Regions from separate parts of the Gasterosteus aculeatus genome. Here region 2 is linked to region 1. Evidence: chromatin contacts called from public Hi-C data. All regions are on one chromosome and are shown on one strand. Each heading gives the region's core, a stretch centred on a gene start, on an enhancer-like site or on the middle of the called end of the contact. The rest is flanking DNA. Distances are from core to core; before and after follow the strand shown.

Region 1 (2,984 bases), core at 238-2,737:
CCCGTTCTTTAGTAACAGCCATGAGGCTTGGATTACGGATTTCGGGACGAAACGTGGTATAAACATTAGGCCTTTATGAAATATAGTCCTTCATCTTTTATACTGCTTTAGATCGTTAGAGGGTCGGGGGGGCAGAGGTCAAACTTACTGCCCCAAACGGTTGATTTCAACATTCCTAACAAGCTCTAAGATTGCTCTCAGCAAAATATTGACTTTATTAAGAGAAGAAGCATAAATGTTCTTCATTCTCTATGTGTTTAACTTGCAGGCCCAGGCCAACCTGGACCTGAACACATCTGCTCTGGTTCTGAAGAGACTGTGCATACCTAACGCGATGATGGAGTCGGTGCCAAACAGGCCGCTGGACTACTACACATGTGCCTTTCGCAAGTCAAAGATGAACAGGTGTGTTCTAAGTAACAAAAATAAATGGTAGGATCCGTTAAGATTAAGTTTGTCAATATATAAAAGTGTATATGTGTCTCTCTTTTATAGGTTCCTAGGCTGCAACGACCAACAGTCCTTCTTCACCAACGCACAGAGGCACCGTGTTGTGAGTAACAGGGCGTCCTCTGCAGCGCGTGTGCTCTGTGGCTCTCGTCAAATGAGCGTTCGCTGTGCCATTTCAGGTGTACGAGATTCTTGCCAGGACGGTGTACGGCAGAAGGAAGAGGGCTGAGGTTGGTGTGGACAGACTGGTAAACGAAGGCGTGTACACGGCAGCTTTCCCGCTGCACGAGGTCCGATATCATTTATTTCTTCTTTAATCGAATGAAAAGCTCGTGCTCTGTTCTTTCTCTAACCAAGTTATTCTTTTCTTTCTCCCAGGGTCCCTTTCAGCTTCCAAAGCACGAGATCCGTCCTGACGAGCTGAACCAGAGGCAGATTCTTTACCACTATTGGGCCCGCTGGTGGAAATGGTACAAGTACCAACCTCTGGACCACATCAGGGAGTACTTTGGAGAGAAGATTGCACTCTACTTTGCCTGGCTGGGTAAATATTGGTTTGTATTTAGACCCATTAGCTTCAGTGCTTTGAAATGAATAGTTTGCAAAAGCTTTTCTGCAGCTTTCATTTGCATCTCATGGTGCTTATCAGCAGATAGCGTTTTTTAACTTGTCATTTTGAAAGGCTTCTATGAGGTATACGTACTTTCTTAACTCGGGATACGTGTTTGTGCATCCAACATACTATGAAATGAATAGTCCTCAACAATGTAACACACTGTACAACACATCGGTCTAGGCTACTCCTGCATGGTAGATGTATCTAGGAGGGATCCATCTAGTGCACATTTTACATCTTGGTATGAGGAGTGAAGTATGTTATACTAAAGTATATTCAAACACGTTCATCTTTTGCATGGCTTGACCGAGCGCTTCGTCAAGGATATTCAAGGCACCAAACAGCAACGTAATCGCACATGCCGGCATCAGCTGACGGAGCTTCGTGTCCCTGCAGGTTTCTACACAGCGTGGCTGCTGCCGGCGGCTGTGGTTGGAACCCTGGTGTTTGTGTCTGGAGTCCTGTCCATGGGTTCCAACGCGCCAGCGTGAGTCCACACACCTGCATCTGTAACTGCAGAACACAAGATGAATGAAAATGAGCAATAGGCAGTTTATTTAGAATGTCACGCTAAATCTTAAATTGGAGTTCCACCAATTTTACAATATTATTTGTTTTGATATGTATGCTATTGTATTAGTATTGGTAGTATGAGTAGTACTGTATTAGTATTATACTACCAGTATATACAGTAGTGGAAATAACACAATAAATAACATATTCACATATTTTTTTATCATGTCACAGATAGACATTTCATTCGTTTCAGAAAAGTAAATGTAAATTGGCCTAAAAAATCTGCCAAAAATGAGTAATCTTAAAGTCTATTTACATGGAAATATTTAATGGAAGATAACAGCAGGGGGCAGTGACTTCTAGCAGTCTTGTTCCTGCAGTGCGGTTTCCACGTTTGGTAACATTGCTGTAGTCCAGCTTCCCACTTCACACACAGACAAGAGATTCTTAAATGACGACTTAAATTGTGCAGAAATCTCTACTTACAGTCTTATGCGTTATCTAAAGCTGGCACAGATTTCAGTACAAACATACCACTCAAAGCATCAAAGCAAACCACCTAATTATTCAGTATGTTTTTGTTCCCAAATTCTTATTCATTATTCATCGACCCAGTGGACTCCACTCTACCTAAACAGCATCATGGAACACACCCTCAAGTGTGTTTGTACCCTAAGATTCCTTCAGCAGTGGATTGTGTTAACCATTCTCGTTCTATGGCACCCTGTTGGTTTCAGTAAAAGAAATAAAGAAAAAGAGTCAATAAGAAATCAATATCTCAGGAAAGAACACGACCCAAGGTCTCAGATTGATGAGGTTTATTGGTTCTTTGGTAGAGCCCCTGATTAATGTAGAATAGTCGGAGAGCAGTCCGTGGAAAGTAGCTGCAGTCACCTCATGCTGCATGATAATCACCATGTTAATAAGGAAGATCGACGCTTCTCAGTCCAGGCTTCACTTTTCAAGTTAATGTCTAGTAGGAATATGGAAAGCAGTCGTTGTTTGAATGTTGTAACTGATCTGTGTCTATGTGTCAACAGTAAAGACATCTGTAACAGCGAAGCTAGTTATCTGATGTGTCCTCTCTGTAATACATGCAAGGCCTGGAACATGTCTGACACATGCACCATGGCCAAGGTAACAAACATCTGCCACCTAACCTGTTTATACTCATTTTTCATTAAAATGCATAAATACTTTAATTGGATGTACTGTCTGCATTGCAGTTGGGCTACTTGTTTGACCACCCAGGCACAGTCCTCTTCAGCGTGTTCATGTCCTTCTGGGCCGTGACCTTCCTGGAGTACTGGAAGAGGAAGATGGCCACCCTGTCCCATCACTGGGACTGCATGGACTTCCATGAAGAAGAGGTCTCACAATCCTTCCTCTCTTACTTGCGTCC
Region 2 (3,095 bases), core at 49-2,548, 37 kb after region 1:
ACAGAGGTTGAAAGAGAAACAGCTACAAAATACTTATGTATATGTTATGTTTTCGTTCTTTATTTTTAACGGATTTGCAAAAATTTGCAAAAAACAGTTTTCACTTTGTCATTATGGGTTGTTGTGTGTAGAATGTTGAGGAAAATAATGAATTTAATCCATTTTGGAATAAGGCTGTGAATACTTTCCGGATGCACTGTAAAATGCTTTATTAACTTCCCAGTGTCGCTGCTTCCTCCTGCAGAACTCATCGATACACAAAAGCACATTTAGACAAAACTAAAAGTTACTCTCTAAAGCTCTGAAGATAACCACCATAACCACCACACATTTTAGCCAATCTGCATTTGGTTCCGGGATCCAAACACAGACACACAACTCTGCTTCCCCACCTTTACTTTTCTATTTTTGAGCATTTCTCACCATTAAATTATGGAACCATGTCTTACCCTAAATTGTCTCCGGAGAGTTCCAGGAGCTCGATCTCGTCGGGGCCCACCTCGTCCACCCCTGTATGGCTCTGGGTCACACTGCAGCATCCCATGTTGGACGAGGAGTGTGTCCCTCTCCTTCCGTCTCAGCTTCTAGTCCTCAAACTGAGCACCATCTGCCCAGACGATCATCCCCGCTGTGTGTGTGCGCGCCACACTTAAACCAAAGAGATAACAGAAAAACGGGGGCTGGTTGGGTCCAAAAGAGGATATTGTGTGCTAAAGAAGAGAAGGGAGGGGGTGTTGCTGCTAAGCTCTAGTTCCCCCTTTTTGCCAGCATGTAGTTTATAATTAAACAGAGCCACAAGGACAAAAGGTGTTACCGCTGTCAAAGAGGAATTGAAGATAAAAGTGGTAAAAAAAAAAAAAAGCGTTGGGTCACAGCTTTGTAGTTGTTCCTTCCTGTCAGTTGGCTGTCGGCAGAGAAATTAACCATTTCCTCAGTTGTTTGTTCTATTGACGGTCTGAACTCAGAATGGGAACTTGATGACGCTTTAGCATGACTAATACAAACTAATTCTGCTGCTTATTAAACCTTGCCCTTTGCAGATGTAAAAAAGCAGCTGCTACGTCCACTTACATGCTGATAAGTAAGGCTCCGATGCTGCCAGCCTTTTTGTTGTCATGCATCAAAATGAAGCAAGGATCCTGTTGGGAAAGATGGTAACATGAACTAATAAATATTCATAGACAAGTGAAATAATTGTGAGTTATGAAATGCAGATATGAGGTGCTGCAATGAAAACAATAAGCAACAACAACTGTCGCCCTGTGTTGATCTTCCTGGTTTAAATTACAGTGACATGGTGGGAGGGGTTGTACACCGAGTGCTTTTCTGAGGCTTTCCATGTACAGGAGGCGTAGCTGAGAAGTGAGGCAACTTGACATAAGATGAGAGACTGATATACTTTCTTTTGCCTCAAATGTTAATGTTTACCTTCATTAAAGTAAACAAGTCGACCATAAATAAAATGTACAATGATGTTTTACGTCGTACTAAACCTGCTACATTTTATTTTTTTCAACATCATTTAATATAACCTTTTTCTTCTTTTTTTCTAACAACATTTTGAATAACAACATTAGAACTTGACTGTTTCTAATGTCTTGTTCTGACTGTGGTGTTTCTCATGCTGCCAATAGATTTCATAAGTCTGCCACTAGGTGTCATAGAGCTGCCACTAGGTCAAGTCAAGTCAAGTCATTTTATTTTGTATAGCCCAAAATCGCAAATTACAAATTTGCCTCAGAGGGCTTTACAGTCTGTACACATACAACATCCTCTGCCCCGAAACCCACCATCGGCACAGGAAAAACTCCCCAAAAAATGAAAAAAACCCTTACAAGAGGGAAAAAAGGGAAGAAATCATAGGGCTGCCACTAGGTATCATAGAGCTGCCACTAGGTATCATAGGGCTTCCACTAGGTATCATAGGGCTTCCACTAGGTGTCATAGAGCTTATAATGCAGTCTTGGCGGTGAGGCTGCAGATTGCAACAAAATGAAACTCCTCCTATGTGCCAAGCCTGCTAGAGAAATAGGTTGAAGAAAGGTGCAGTGACGATTTAATATGTATTATTAAAATGATTGTTAATGTATTGTTTTGATTATGTCTTATTGTGTTTGAAAGCTGTACAAACACCTCACAAACACCTGTATAACAACAATAACTGCCAATAGGTGACTTCTTATTGCAACACTACTAACAATTGATTGACAATAATTGTACAGCGAATGAAAGAAAGCCAGCCTTGTAGAGGGGCTAAAGTATGGAACATTATCTCAGCTACTGCCAGGCTTGTTCTTCTAGTATTTTACATTAGTAAATAGTTTGTGTAAAATATTTAATAGTTACAGTATTAAAAACACTCCTCCTCGCTGTAAATTAACAGTTTTCACAGTGTTGTGTGAGAAACACACACCTTCCCTGAAGAGGTGACTGAGTGTTAATGACAATCGATTGTCTGCCATTTCCTCCCACTAATCACGTATTACAACCAACTCCAGTGATGTCAATATATATATATATATACTTTTTTGCCTTTGTGATTCGGAAGTGTCGGTTGTATGCCAACGGAGTTCATCACTACGGACACAACACAAAGTGCCACGTTTCCTGAGAACATCAGCTGATCATTTTTATGTGTATGGATTTTAGTTGAGTCACAGAGGAGCTGTGTTGTTTGTCTTTCGTCCACACATAAGTGTACAGATTGATGGATAGGCCTGGTTGCAGACTTAATAGTTACAATATGCAACACTATACCGAATATTGTTTTGCTATAACTTATATTACACTTATATACCTTCATATTTATAATGTACCAGCCATTTTAAGTTTTACCATATCGTGTTATACTGTTACACCACCACTAGGTTAATTTACATTACTACAGCACTACATACAATACTATAATTTCTTTATTATACTGCACTACTAATTTTGTGTTCTGTTTGTGTAATGAAGCATTTTAAATTACCTAATGTACGTCTATTTTAAAGCACTCTTTCACATCTCCCTTTTCTCCTCAAATTCACAAACACCATGAAGAACCATGTAATTGCAACATTTTATGACATACGCAGATATCAAAAGGAACACTT

What was found. A called contact is a pair of places that touch in the nucleus more often than the background predicts.
Region 2: a Hi-C map of tail fin shows a contact between it and region 1, with 3 times the contacts expected there. The contact joins the promoter of LOC120829334 here to the enhancer-like site in region 1. A contact is called at or near these places in 2 of 6 Hi-C or Micro-C datasets (tail fin and whole body).

The regions. Positions count from the first base shown.
Region 1 is chr2:16,253,669-16,256,652 of fGasAcu3.hap1.1, forward strand. It overlaps ano11 (anoctamin 11), which reads left to right. Exons shown (of 24, transcript XM_078084925.1): 6 at 269-405; 7 at 496-553; 8 at 630-740; 9 at 829-994; 10 at 1,463-1,553; 11 at 2,623-2,719; 12 at 2,809-2,952. Among protein-coding and RNA genes, the nearest start is that of ano11, 4.0 kb to the left of the region's middle. Within about 2 kb of position 1,488, at least 1 of the 9 cell types and tissues checked has open chromatin away from gene starts, as enhancers often do.
Region 2 is chr2:16,290,598-16,293,692 of fGasAcu3.hap1.1, forward strand. It overlaps LOC120829334 (putative pleckstrin homology domain-containing family N member 1), which reads right to left and starts at 1,299. Exons shown (of 12, transcript XM_040193359.2): 1 at 1,072-1,299; 2 at 450-648. The coding sequence starts at 544. ttll10 (tubulin tyrosine ligase-like family, member 10) reads right to left here. Exons shown (of 12, transcript XM_078084980.1): 12 at 3,050-3,095.